Regions from separate parts of the Drosophila melanogaster genome. Here region 2 is linked to region 1. The links are chromatin contacts, called in public Hi-C maps. All regions are on one chromosome and are shown on one strand. Each heading gives the region's core, a stretch centred on a gene start, on an enhancer-like site or on the middle of the called end of the contact. The rest is flanking DNA. Distances are from core to core; before and after follow the strand shown.

Region 1 (6,498 bases), core at 2,493-4,992:
GAAAAACGCAAAAACTCAGAGCGACAAATTGAAGAACCAACATGACAAACTTCTTCAATCCCAAGAACAAATTGAGAAGGAAAAAGAATCACTCAGAAAGGCCTTATTGGAAAAGGTAATGGGTGGCAGTGTTTTTTAATATATTTTTTAAAAATAAGTTTTTTTAGACACGCTTATTAGAAAACGCTGTAGCGGAGAAGGCGGCTATTGATGGTAAAATGGACTCTTTGAAGCAAGGAATTTACCAAAAAAAATATGAACTGGAGGTTGGTGTTCTTGTTGCATATATCGATCATGTGAATAACTCTTAATCTTACATTCTGTCACATAGCAAAACATTAAAAAATCACGAAGAACGGCCACAGAGTGTGATAACCTAAATCAGTTGGTGGAGAATAAAATTTACGAGCTTGAAACCCTAAATAAGAGCAGGCCTCTGATCGTTTCGGAACTTGAAAGGGCTAAGGAATCGTGCGCAGCTGCCCGCGGGAAAGCAATGGAGCAGTACAGCAGACGGAGACAACTGGAACAAAAACTGAATGATGAAATGATTCCTGAAATTACTGCGTATAAACTTAAAATAGAGCGGTTGAGAAACGTCAAAATGCAAAAGATTGATGTAAGTTCTTACTGAAATAATGAAAACTCAACTTAACGCTACCTTTCATTTTAGGAAATTAGAGCAAAAAATCCGAATTTGGTTGTGGCCATGAACTGGTTGGCGCAAAATAAGCAAAGGTACAAATTGAACGTTTATGACCCAATGATACTTGAGGTGAGCTTTTCAAAATGAAGCCATTACCAATGGCCTAATGTTAAAACCGCTATCATAGCTTACAGTACAAAATCATGAGGACGCAAAGTTTTTGGAAAACGTTGTGGCGCAGCGCGATTTATTTGCATTTGCGTGTGAGGACAAGGGGGATATGTCGGACCTGATCAACGAGTTGTGTGTGAAGCAAAAATTGGGAGTTAACGTTATTTACTGCGCACCATCCGATAGACTCGTGTACAGTCCCAAAACTCCCATCGATGATCTGCGGTATGCACTTGTCAATTGTCCAATACTAGTCCAATACCTAGTTTTAAATACTTTTACAGCTCTTTCGGATTTCGGTCATACCTCGTGGATCTTGTCACGGGACCAATACCACTAATAAACAAGCTGTGCGCTTCCTATTCCATTCATAATATACCAATTGGCACAGAAGCTGTGGGCAATTACACTTCATCCATTCCAAAAGCTATCCGAGTTTATTTCGGCGGTGTGTATATTTTTCTTATTCGGTTTCGCTTCGCAAATGTATAAATTCTGATTTTGAATTCCGTACTGTGCATTTTAGGCAGCAAGAAGTTCGTTGTGACCGCATCCCGCTATCGGTCGGATACTATTCTAACTGAAAGTAGCATTCGAGCGAAGAACCAACTTATTACAGTGGACTCACAACAACTGGCCCTGGTGATGAAACAGTGCTCCGAAGCAGTGAAGGAAAGCGACAGCATTAAAAACGCAATAACCCAGACCGACAATGAATTTGAACGATTGCAAGCTGTTGCAAAGGATGAGCAAGAGAAGAGACGAAAGCTTGACCAAAAAATAGCCCATTTTAATAGCCTGAAAACCGAAATTGAAACGCTCCAAAAGAAGCTGGAAGCCCTGCGCAATAGCGATTGTAAGTATTTCTTAGTGCACTAAATATTCAGCCATTATGAACCGTGTTTTTTCAGCGCTAGACTGTCTTGAAACCAATTTTTGTAACAGTTTGCATAAAGACTTAAAAAAAATATTCGATGCTGATGCGGAATTGTGCTCGTGCTTGAAAGCTATTGACCGACTTATAATTGAAAAGAATATGGCCCAGACAAAGGTATCCATTTATATGCTGCAACATGAGACTCAAATTGAAGCCCTCAAGGAAAGCGAGGAACAGAGTAAAGCAGCAACCGTAAGGAAATCGAAATGCACTTAAGGAATTTATTTATAGGAATGTTTTGCTTGCAGAGAGACTTCCAACAGTTGCTGCAGTGCTTAGAAAATCAAATTAGCGACGTTAACAAACGAAAGAGCGCTATTCAGGGCCTTTGCCACGGAGAAATTCCAACCAGTAGCAAATTTCCTTTTAAGAAGGAATTTAGGGAGCTGGAAAATATAGATTTGCCCGAACTACGAGAGGCAATACATGACTTTCAGGCACGATTGGAGTGCATGAAAAGTGTAAACTCCGAGGTAAAACACTCTTTTAAATTAGTGAACTGAAGCTGATATATCTAATAACTTTCCATATTAAAATATGCAGGCCATCAGCAGCTATCAAGGACTGCAAAATGAAGTCAAGCAACTGGAGGAAGGAATTCAAGAGTCTGTTAACCAAGCAAAGAGCATCGAGTCTGGCATGTCCAATTTATACGACAAATGGGAGCCCAAACTTAATAGCTTGGTAGAAACAATCAGTACCAAGTTCAGCGAATTTATGGAGTCCATTGAATACGTGGGAGAAGTTGTGTTATCCAAAACCGACAAAGTGAGAACTTAAACTGTCCTACATAAAAACTTTACTTCAAATGTATTTCACTTTATTAATTCTAGTATGACTTTGACTCATATGGTATTCAGATAATGGTCCAGTTCAGGAGAGGTCTCCAGCTGCAGCCGCTGGACAAGTTTATTCAATCTGGTGGCGAACGCGCAGTGTCCATCGCCATATACTCATTGTCCTTGCAACATGTCACCCACGTGCCATTCAGGTGATTGCGGAACCCAGCTGCAAACTGACGCCCGATTTATAGTTCTCCATTTCTAGGTGTGTCGATGAAATAAATCAAGGCATGGACGCTACAAATGAACGTCACATATTCGACTTGCTCCTCAAAGAAGCCACCAAGCACGGCTCGGCTCAGTATTTATTTGTAACACCTAAGGTAAATATAAATGCTTATTCATTTAAATATTTAGTTAACTGTTTTAAATCTTCTTTGTAGTTGCTTCGAGACCTGAACTACAACGAACATCTCTGTGTTTCCATTGTTCACAACTCAAAAACTGTTTGCCATGGCATGCAATTCCCGATGGCTTAGACACTTTGGGTCATCCAGATTTACTATATGTATTTTTTTATATTAAACACTACAAAACATATCTATTGCATTTTGTCGAATGACCAGCCTTGTGGGGACTCCTTTTCGAACTGTTGGCCTACTCGGAATAAAATCTGTAAGCCGGTAAACAAGTCCAAAGGCAATGATGCCTGACGATTTGTTTTATCAGATTTCAATTTGTCCTCGATTTAAAACCCTACAACAGCACCTATATCTTATTTCATATGTGAAATGATTTTAACACTACAATGCGAATACTTTTAAGTAAAGAGATGCCTTTGTACATATGTTTTTTAAGTAATTGGATAAACTATTTTGGGATGTTAAAAAATATATTTATATTTATATATATATTTATATATATTTAGATATGCAATTTAATGCAAATCATTTCTTTACAGGGTTAATATTAAGCAAAGTATGTCAAAAGTATGATCCCTCGACGCAAACTATAAAAGTTCAGGTTAACTTCAGATAGATGGTTAGTTTTTTATCAGCTCCAAAGAAGTCGGGTTTTGATCGCAATCCGTGTGTGCCCTTATTATGGTTGGGATTTTTTAGATCAGCAGTTATTGCTATATAGCCATATTTATAAATCTTCTACTGGCCTACTAAGTCCCAACATAATGAGAGTAAAAACCACAGGTTCGACGTTCATGTGAAGATTAGAAAAATACAGACAAATATATTTCATAGTTCAAAAAAAGTTTTTAATGTCTATTTTAACAACTTTTGAGTACTCCAGATAGAGAAGCGCACAGATATTTAATATGATTGCAACGAACAGAATGGTGAGTTTCATAAAAGGGGTGTGTACAAGTTTTGAATACTGCCTTTGAAATCGCAGAATTGCAAAATTGCATTTTGGTCCCAAGAAAGAAAAGTTCAATTGGAAAATATGTTTTTGGCTAGTATTTTTGCTACTCATATAAATTGTAGTGGTAATCCCTAAAGTTCGATTCCGGACAGAGGGTATCAGTTCAGCCGCTTGTTGAGAGAAAACGGAATACCCCAACTTACTCGCAGTATATTTTGGTATTTTTCTAGGAGCTTAGGTTGTTTTTGCAATGAGCGGTCACTCTATTGGCAACCCTCAGACGATTGAAAAATTAAAATTAAAATTGAGCGTTTGGCAGGGAAATATGTATTCAAAGGCGGGATTTGTTCTAATTTTCGTGCTGGGTCTAGTGTCCAGCAGCTGGGTAAGTGTTAATCCCCTACGTACTGCACATAACGTGTCTAAACCAACGTTCTCTCAGGGATTCCTGGAGCATGACAGCTGGATTACAGTGGAGCTCCAGCACTCGCTGGCTGCAAACTCGGAAAGTTTCTCCTTCCGCGGGAATGTGACGATTCCCAGTCTCAACTCTGGTCTGGCCAATGTGGAGCAACCAGATCTGAGCACTGCCGATCTGGACTTGCTGAAGGTAACAGTGGTTCGGGCACATGGGCACGCCGGTAGGAAAATGTTCACCATTTTTCACCATCCAAGAGTGGTGTACTTAGTGCATCTTATGGAGTGGTTACAGGCGAATGAGGTGGCTAGATATTCGCTGAGTATTGAATATACTGCAGCATTAACCATTGTATTCTATAAGTGTAGAAATGCATTCAATTATATAGCCTGTTTGTTTCCATTTAGTTTTTAAAAAGATGCCTTGTCAGTTAAGTTTAAGCCTTCCTGTTGAACGTAATCTTAAAATAAGTATGCACTTAGTAATAACCCCTTTAACCTTTTTTAGAAACTGGCCCTTGGAAACGAGTTCTACCGTTTGAAGGCCACGGTGGTGTATTCAAATGGAGCTAAGGCGCAGTTCATCACTTCCAACAAGGCCTGTCGCCTGCTGCAAGCCCAATTGAATGACGTGCTTTGGGTGTCGCTCGAACCCTCCGGATACGTAACCGGCATCACTGTGTCCCAGGACACGGCCCCGGCCACTATAGAGTGCACCCAGGAAGACGTGAATAAGCTACTGGAAACGCAATTCAGCACCGATGTCCTCATCCGCCACGCTGAACTGGCCCCCGTGCCCGATACTGCTGGCTTTATTCAGAAGGTGGAGCGGGAGCGCGAGGCCAGGGAGCGCGGGGAGGTTCGGGATAACCGCGGCTTCTTTGCCAAATACGTAAGTACAAATACTTTGGCCTGAAATCCTTTATTACAAATTCACTTTTTTATTTTTAGTGGATGTACATCGTTCCGGTAGTTCTGTTGGTCTTCATTTCGGGAGCCACCAACCAGGACGGTGCAAAATAGGTTAACTGAGTGATGTGGTGTAATCTTTTGTTTGTTAGCTTTTTCTAATCACAATTCCTAGACAACTTTGGTTTTAGCGATTAAAGATTGAGTAAAATAAAAATGATTGAGACATTTTAAATTAAATATACACAGAAATAATGCTTTTGAGCTCCCAGAGGATTTCTTAAGAGTTGGCATAGGGTTTTGAGACCTCATATAAATATTTGTAATAGGATTTGCACCTGATTTTCGGTTCACATTGTTTTCGGAAATGGTGTGCAGTTTATTTTATTTATTTTATTATATTTTATTAATTGAATGCCTGCAAACAGCCGAGTTTTATTTGGTATGCTTATATTGTACTTTCAATTTGATAATTGAACGTTTGGAATTTTGCCGATATATTTTTCCTGGTTTTCGGATATTTCTGTTCCGTCCACACCGTGTAATCAAAATTTGAAATCACTTCAAATCTCTTCTTATATTAAGGTGTCAATTATTTTGAGTTTGTGTATTTCTCAATTTAAGACTGTTTCATGGCAAGCAAGCCATATTTTAGATGGTTTGGATGTATATCAGCCATGTGATTTGAACGTCCTGATCATTAAACCCTGCAAATAAGTTTCGGTTAAATTTGTGATCAAGGTAAGCAAATGTATACAAACCGTATTTCTGGATTTATATAGTTTTGTTTCTGGCAGACAATTCCCAGCTTATTCGACGCACTTCGTTGCTCTTACATATCAAGAAATGTTGCTCATATATTCAAAATCGAATGAGCTTCACATTTCAAAAATCAACACCTGGCAGAGAAAGATTTTCGAACTGCAAGAAATGCATTTGTAAAATGAATTTCAAGGGGCTCGAACAAATTATTCCGCGTCTGCTGCTCTTCTTAATGTGAAACTCCTTCGAGTTTGGGTATATGAACAACATTATAGGAAAGTAAAGCTGATCACGTTTGGGGCATCCTTGTTTGAATTTCTGAAGATTTTAGGGATCCTGGTCCAGATTAAGGTCAATTTTGTGGTTTTAAATATCTAAAAAGTAATGTACTTTCTGCATTATTTCCTTTGGATAAAGCTATTCGATAATAGAAACTGTCGGACCGTACAATATATGGGAAAAGTGTATCTTCGTTGCTATAATCATAAATAGTTCTA
Region 2 (6,498 bases), core at 2,838-5,337, 370 kb after region 1:
CCAGGTGCTCTATTTCTTCGCCTCAGAGATCTATCCCACGAATCTGAGAAACAGTCTGCTTAGCTTCTGCTCCATGATGGGCAGGTTTGGTTCCATGCTGGCCCCGCAGACGCCTCTTCTGGTGGGTGCTCAAAGCTACAAGGATCTCCTGTTATATCTAAGTGCTTCCTTTCCCTTTCTCCACAGGCCAAGTATTATGCCAATGCTCCTGCCATGCTCTTCGCCGGCGCCGCCATCGTGAGCGGCCTGCTCACGCTGTTCTTTCCAGAGACCACCAACGTAGTTTTACCTACAACAGTGCAGGAAGCGGACGCCATAGGCGTCAAGAAGCAATCGAAGAGCAAGGATCTTGATCTAGTCGTCACGGCCACTCAAGCGCAGTAGTTCTAACGTAATCTTATTTTAAGGCAGCCTGCAAATACAAAGACAAATACATTTCTCTTCAAATGTGTTATAACGCTAAGAACAAACCATACTATACATATAAAATATTTAGCATTGACAGAGCGTTGTGTTTTATTAATTAACGGATGGATGGTAATGGTAATGATCAACATTAATACTTAAGCCTAAAATTGGAAAAATAAAACAAAAAAAATTAAATCTAAGAGTTTCATTACTCGATTTGAAAAAAAAAATAATAAACAGCAGTAAAAAAAAGAAATAAACAATCCTAATCAATTTGCTGTCCAGAGCCAGATTGAGATTTTAATAACTAGGATATGTGCTAGCAAAAAATTATTATTGTTTTTTAATTTGGAATTGAATGTGAAAATGTTTTAATCTTAAAGTGAAGTAAATTTGTCTGTGGTCCATTCGTAGGTACTTATACAGGTTCAAATACTTGGAGCGGTGTAAGGGTTTCTCTAATTGCTTTGGCTGAAAAACTGGGCAATTGTCTTTGTTCCGCTTGAAGATGCAGAAATGGTTGAGTTCAGTTTCTTCTGAGATTGTTTCTTTGGCTGAACTGGAGATATTTTTTCTTTATTCAGAGCTGCGGTTCGAGTTCGCAGATCCTGCTGGTTTAGTTCACGTTGAAGGTTTCTGGCTACGTGGTAGTCTAAGTGTTCCGGCATGTCTACACACTTGATGAAAGCCTTACACTCGGGGCACTGATTCATCTGTGGATCACTGGGCGCTTGCTCCTGAGTTGGTTTGGCGCGGAAGAACTTGGTTATGCTGTTACTCGGTGGTGCCGTACTGTAGGAACTGCTACCAGAACCAGCCGTCTTCTTGCTCTTTTTGGGTGGCGTCGGCTTAAGAGATATCTTCTGTCGGCTCTGCGTCCTCTCTTCCCGCTCGGTGCTTCTTAGCGTTCGGCTTAGTTCCTGGGCGAAGTGATGGTCTCTATGTGTTTGTAGGGACTTAACTTCGTCGGGAATGTTTGCTCCGCACTGATCGCATTTGATAGTAGGCAAGATATCGGTGCGAAGGTTGGGTACTGCAAACTCTACGTAACACTCCTTGTAATTACTTACAGAACTTTCGATCTCATCGAACTTTCTTTTTGATGTTGAAGGCTTCAATTCGTCTTCAGTAAGCGTGGGAGGCACAATACCAGTTTCAACGTATAAGTCATTCCCTGTTGAATCATTCAAGGTGTTTGGATCCTGTTCTTGTCCGGCATCGGATGACTGTCCTTCAGGCTTAGACATGTGGGTATCACTAGTTAACTCCGTCTCCTCTTCAGTGTCTTCTTCAAAATCTTTCGAATTGTCAGCCTCAATGGCGTCCAATTCCTCGGCCAGCTCCTGCACATCTAAGGAGTCCTCCCTCGATGTAACCGACCCTTGCTGTCCTGTCTTTTTTTGTTGTTTTAGGTACTGTGAAAAAAAGCTTTCCTTGAACTCCGCTGGTGTTGATGTGAGAACAGTTCCTTCAGTCCTTACGGCCGCATGAAGCTTATGTTTGTATTCCTCTACGAAATTCTTGTTTGGAGCACCTGCTGCAGCAGCCAAGGGATTCGCAGAAATGCCGTCTGCTTTCGCATCCTCTTTTTTAGCTCCTTGCAAATAGTTTGCAAAGAAGCTCTTCATCTTAAATTCGTCCGTTTGCTTCTGCTTTTTCTCCATTTCAACTTTAGGCAGTTGCCCTGGCTCATCTCCACTTACCCTTCGTTTCTTGGCAGCCTGGTTAGCAAACATCTCCTGCAGCTTGTTTTGCCCACTAGAGACGGTTTCGAACTTGCCAACACTAATGCCAAGGAACTTGATAGCATTGTTTAAAGCAGACTCGCTACCAGGACGCAGAAACGTTTTAGTGTTTGCCTTGATTAGGTCTAGAGAAAGCCTTACGATGGACTCCTGGTCGTAATCTCTGAGAGCAGTCGAGCGGGAGCTGGCCACCTCCTCGCCGTCAATGTCCTGCACATATTGCACCACCATATGTTTGGCCCTGCGATTGTTCTCGATGAAGTCCTTCTCAAGGCGGTCGTTGATCTCGGAGGAAAGCTCACCAAGCCAATGTTGAAGGGTTTTCAACCCCGTAATGTTATTTCGACCCGGAAACTTTTTACAGCAGCCAATGCTTTTCGAATAGAAGCGGGGAGTCACGGCTTCCAGGTCTATGCCGCGAGAGATGTTAAATAGCCAGGTTCTGGAATAAGAGGAAATAAGTTACTTTGAACGTGGTCTACTCCTCTTAAGGGACCCACCCATTCTTCTCGTCAAACTTGCGCTGCAGATCTACCTCCGAAAACTTGACCACCTGGCCCATGAACTTTATGCCTAATGTCTCACACACCACCTCACCGAATTTGCCACCCAGCCCCTTGATCTTGCCAACAGGCAAGGAGTCGAAGAGGCTGGCGGTCTCCGTCAACGGCAAAATAGTCTGCTTGTTGGGCTTGTTCATTCCAGCTGCCAACTTGGCCAGGATCTTATTGTGCGCTATGCCAGCCGAGCACTCGTAGCCTGTCTCTTTTTTTACAGCCGCGCGGACTTCACCTGCCACAGAGGCTCCAATAAGAAGCCGAATGTCGCTTTGTCGGACGGCGGGAAGGTCGTTTTGGTCGTAGGACATCTGGTAGCGTTCGTCGTCCATGTAGGGATTGGCGAAGCGATTTGTTATCTTGTTGACGTAGTCGCCAATGCTGGGATAGCCCACAGCAAAGGTGTTCACCAGTTCCTGCGGTTGCAATGCAAAGGCTCCCTGCAACGAGGAAAATAATAATAAAACGCTTTAAAATTATGTGCCAGAGCTTACACTCTGCATCTGCTGCATGCGATGGTTAACGGTCTCCGTTATGTCCAAGTACGCCTCATCCACGGAAGCGCGCTCCAGGAGCTGCGTAAATCGCTGCAGCACGTTGGCCACCTCCTTGCCGGCATCGCGGTACTTGCTAGTATCGGCCTTCTCCCGGATATTCGGCACCTGGCAGAGCACGATCTCCGGACACAGGTCCTTCGCCTCGTCGCCGCGCATGTGGCGAGTGACTCCCTTGGCACGAGCGGCGTAGTTCACTGCTATGATGCCGCCACCTCGCCAGGGATTGTACTGGACGACGGCCAGCGGGCGGTTGCGGTATTCCGGATGCTGCTTCTCCTCCACCTGGCAAAAGAAGCAGTCCATGTCCACCAGCAGGACCACGCGGTCGTACTTGTTCTGCATGCTGACATGGCTGCGTGCGCTGGACATGATTTCATTTCGTATTATTGCGCGAATTTCACTGCGCGCCAGGAGTGTGGCCGTGGCGGGGACTTCTTAAAATACCGATGCATTTTTGAATACTGAATACATTAAAGTGTTTCCCATATTTAAATCTGATAAAAGAATTCGGAATAATAATAATAAAAATATGCTCTTTAACACATATCAAAGCAGTTGTGTTATATCTTCGATATAAATCATTTCTTAGTTAGATATTCCTTAAAGTAAAAGTAAAGAATTTTGTTGAAAACATATTTTCGATAGTAGTGGAGCTTTATACTTTTAAAGACTCTCTTATTACTAAGCTATTTAGAAATTCAAAATTAGAGAGTATTAAATAACGTACCCTTGTATCGATGCTTTGTAGTCTAGCGTAGTTTGAAAAATACTTATCTCTACCCAATCCGTACTTCGCATTAGAGCAAAACCTGGTCACACTATATTGGATATTTTATAGTTTGTCGTTTCTCACTCGGAAATAATATAAACAAACGCGAGTAAATATTATGTGCAGTCCGGGGAGTCCTGGGAGTTATATTTACGTGGCATAACTACCACCTAATAATAAGTAACATATATTGTCGGAACATCTACGCCGAAGAAGAATGCATTTCAGAAATCCTTAAACCCTGTCTTCTGTTTTTCTGTATGGAATAATAAAACGAGTTTAAACGTAAGACATTGCCAAAGAGTAAATTATTTGCCAAGTTTCCAGCGGCACCTTCTAACAAAATGCTTAGATATTGATTTTTCCATATAAGCCGCTGCCAAAATGCAACTGAAAACGCACACACATCTCTTAGTGACCCCATTCCCCGCCGTAACACACATTTGCATGTTCTGGCTTCTCCATTTCCCAAGTTCATTTGGGTTAACGCACGGATTACGCGGGAATTATTGATTTGACCGAGCGACCAGAAATAAATCTCAATCCTTGTCTATTTCCGGCTATGCCACTTCCGTGTCCGCCTCCTGGCCGGCTGTTTTGATTGATGCGCCGAGTGGTATGTCCAGCGAATGTCCAATGGCTTAATTGGGCTAACTCACGTATAGCTACTCGGAATCGGGGTTGGGATACCGGGCCCACTTTAATCGCCTCATAGAATGCCGGTGGTGGTGGGCGGCGGAAATCAGGAAGGGCGTGTTTTTGTATACTATCGTGACCTAATTTCCTGTCTGTTTACTCTATGGTCAAAGCGTACAATACAACAACGCAGGACTTCCACCTGAAGTAAAGGTGCAGCACTGACCTATTGGAATACTTGATGCCGCACGACGTTGGGACGGGTTCTTGTTTTACCAAATGTACCACTCTCTCTTTTAAAAAAGGTGTTCAAAAGTTCGATTGCATATCTATGATTCTGAAAGACGGATGGTGAATGAAAAAGGTGTACTGCGAGTGATATTTTTGGATTTTCAATTTAAAATGTATTTATCACAGTTTTATTTGCTTCCCTACTTTTTGTGACTCCAGATAGTATACATACATATATCGTAGATTAACAAAATTTTTACCGATTAAAGATTTAATTTTGATCGCGACTTTATCTACAATCCCGAAATATTCTGCGGCTAACTCTTATTAAATTTAAGTGCTTCACTTTTTAACTGCCCTATCCTAGCCTAGCTTGCCCATATGCGCTAGCCTTAGGCCTCATCGGCACATCCACTCTTCCGATCCCTAACCCCAGTATAAGCGCACAATTATGCTAATGGTTCACATGCCCAAATAAGAACCACTTGAGCCCCGCTAAGCGGTCCGCCAATCCACTGTCACTCGGACTTCTCCCTTTCTCTGTCCCACGCTCAGTCAGAGAACTCCCTGCTCTAGTGGCTGATTCACGGTGAGGCCATCAGTCTGTGTACGTCCGGCGATGAAGTCACTCCACTAAGCTGAGGGCTTAGTTTGTAATTCTAGAGTGCCGTAAAAAAAGAATTCATCGTCTTTTTTGTAGAGAGCCACCATGGTGAAGATCCTGCAGGCCTACAACTTTGCCAGGCAGCAGACGTATGCCCTCAACGGTGACATCCTGGCGGCCAGCCTTATCGGGAACAACCGCATAGCCATCAGCAGTGCTGAACAGTTCATCGAGATCTACGACATAGGTGCCAAGCAGGCTCAATCTGAGGACCACACAAGAACGGCACCAGAGGACGTTGGACAATCCAATGAGACGGCAGGAGAATCCACCACCACCGCTGGTGATGAGAGGACGCCGAGCAGGAGCACGCTGGCCACGGTGGGAGAAGTGGTGCAACTTATTTACTGTGAAGCTGGTGAGTATATATTATGTATATGTATCTGAAAACGCTACTAAAGATGAATCTTCCTCAGGCAAATACCTACTTACTCTTGAAAAGGAACAGGCGGGCAGTCCGGTGCACTCCTCCTCCACCATTAGCTGCACATCAAGCAGCAACAGCAATACAGTCTGCTCTGAGGACGACACGAAGATGTTCGTACGCATCTACGCCAACTTCTGGAAGTTCCCGGACAGCCGGCTAAACGAGCTGCCCATTACCATTCGAATAGCTTCGATGACCACGCCCAAGACACCGTTGGTGGAGAGCATCGATGTGATTGAGCTGCCGTTGCGCAGTCCGCCGGAGCTGGTGCAATGCTGCCAGACATCCGGAAACATCATTGTGAGCAGTCGTGACAGGATTTACCTCTACGAATACACCCAGTGCGTTCATGAGAACACGCAGCCTAGGTTCGCTTTCATCGACTTTCTGCCCTTTAAGTTCTTCGTGCAACTAAACTTCGTCCCTGTGCGTCTGTGTCTAGCCGAGAACGTAATCGCCTGTCTCAGCAATCGCTACTGCGTGGCCTTTAAGGTTGTGGATGCA

The links. Hi-C and Micro-C count contacts between places; a contact is called where the count stands out from the background.
Region 2: a contact with region 1 is called in a Hi-C map of the Kc167 cell line, with 1.8 times the contacts expected there. The contact joins the promoter of CG14562 here to the promoter of EMC10 in region 1. A contact is called at or near these places in 3 of 107 Hi-C or Micro-C datasets (the Kc167 cell line, the ML-DmBG3-c2 cell line and eye imaginal disc) and 1 of 6 datasets of contacts at active chromatin or transcription factors (the Kc167 cell line).

What each region holds. Positions count from the first base shown.
Region 1 is chr3L:21,570,389-21,576,886 of dm6, forward strand. It overlaps EMC10 (ER membrane protein complex subunit 10), which reads left to right and starts at 3,743. Exons shown (of 4, transcript NM_168925.2): 1 at 3,743-3,887; 2 at 4,356-4,523; 3 at 4,839-5,222; 4 at 5,282-5,486. The coding sequence starts at 3,867. The coding sequence ends at 5,353. SMC5 (Structural maintenance of chromosomes 5) reads left to right here. Exons shown (of 15, transcript NM_168924.4): 4 at 1-115; 5 at 332-619; 6 at 674-775; 7 at 834-1,042; 8 at 1,102-1,265; 9 at 1,344-1,673; 10 at 1,729-1,946; 11 at 2,003-2,227; 12 at 2,298-2,522; 13 at 2,588-2,745; 14 at 2,802-2,919; 15 at 2,980-3,135. The coding sequence ends at 3,075. mir-193 (mir-193 stem loop) reads left to right here and starts at 3,626; the gene lies at 3,626-3,733. lncRNA:CR43939 (long non-coding RNA:CR43939) reads right to left here. Exons shown (of 3, transcript NR_073966.1): 2 at 6,001-6,375; 3 at 5,645-5,946. It also overlaps hpRNA:CR46340.
Region 2 is chr3L:21,938,134-21,944,631 of dm6, forward strand. CG14562 reads left to right here and starts at 4,088. Exons shown (of 7, transcript NM_001275270.1): 1 at 4,088-4,321; 2 at 5,604-5,925; 3 at 5,984-6,498. The coding sequence starts at 5,613. It overlaps PolH (DNA polymerase eta), which reads right to left and starts at 3,679. Exons shown (of 3, transcript NM_141114.3): 1 at 3,205-3,679; 2 at 2,654-3,150; 3 at 501-2,595. The coding sequence starts at 3,636. The coding sequence ends at 867. It overlaps SLC22A (SLC22A family member), which reads left to right. Exons shown (of 5, transcript NM_141113.3): 4 at 1-121; 5 at 187-503. The coding sequence ends at 384.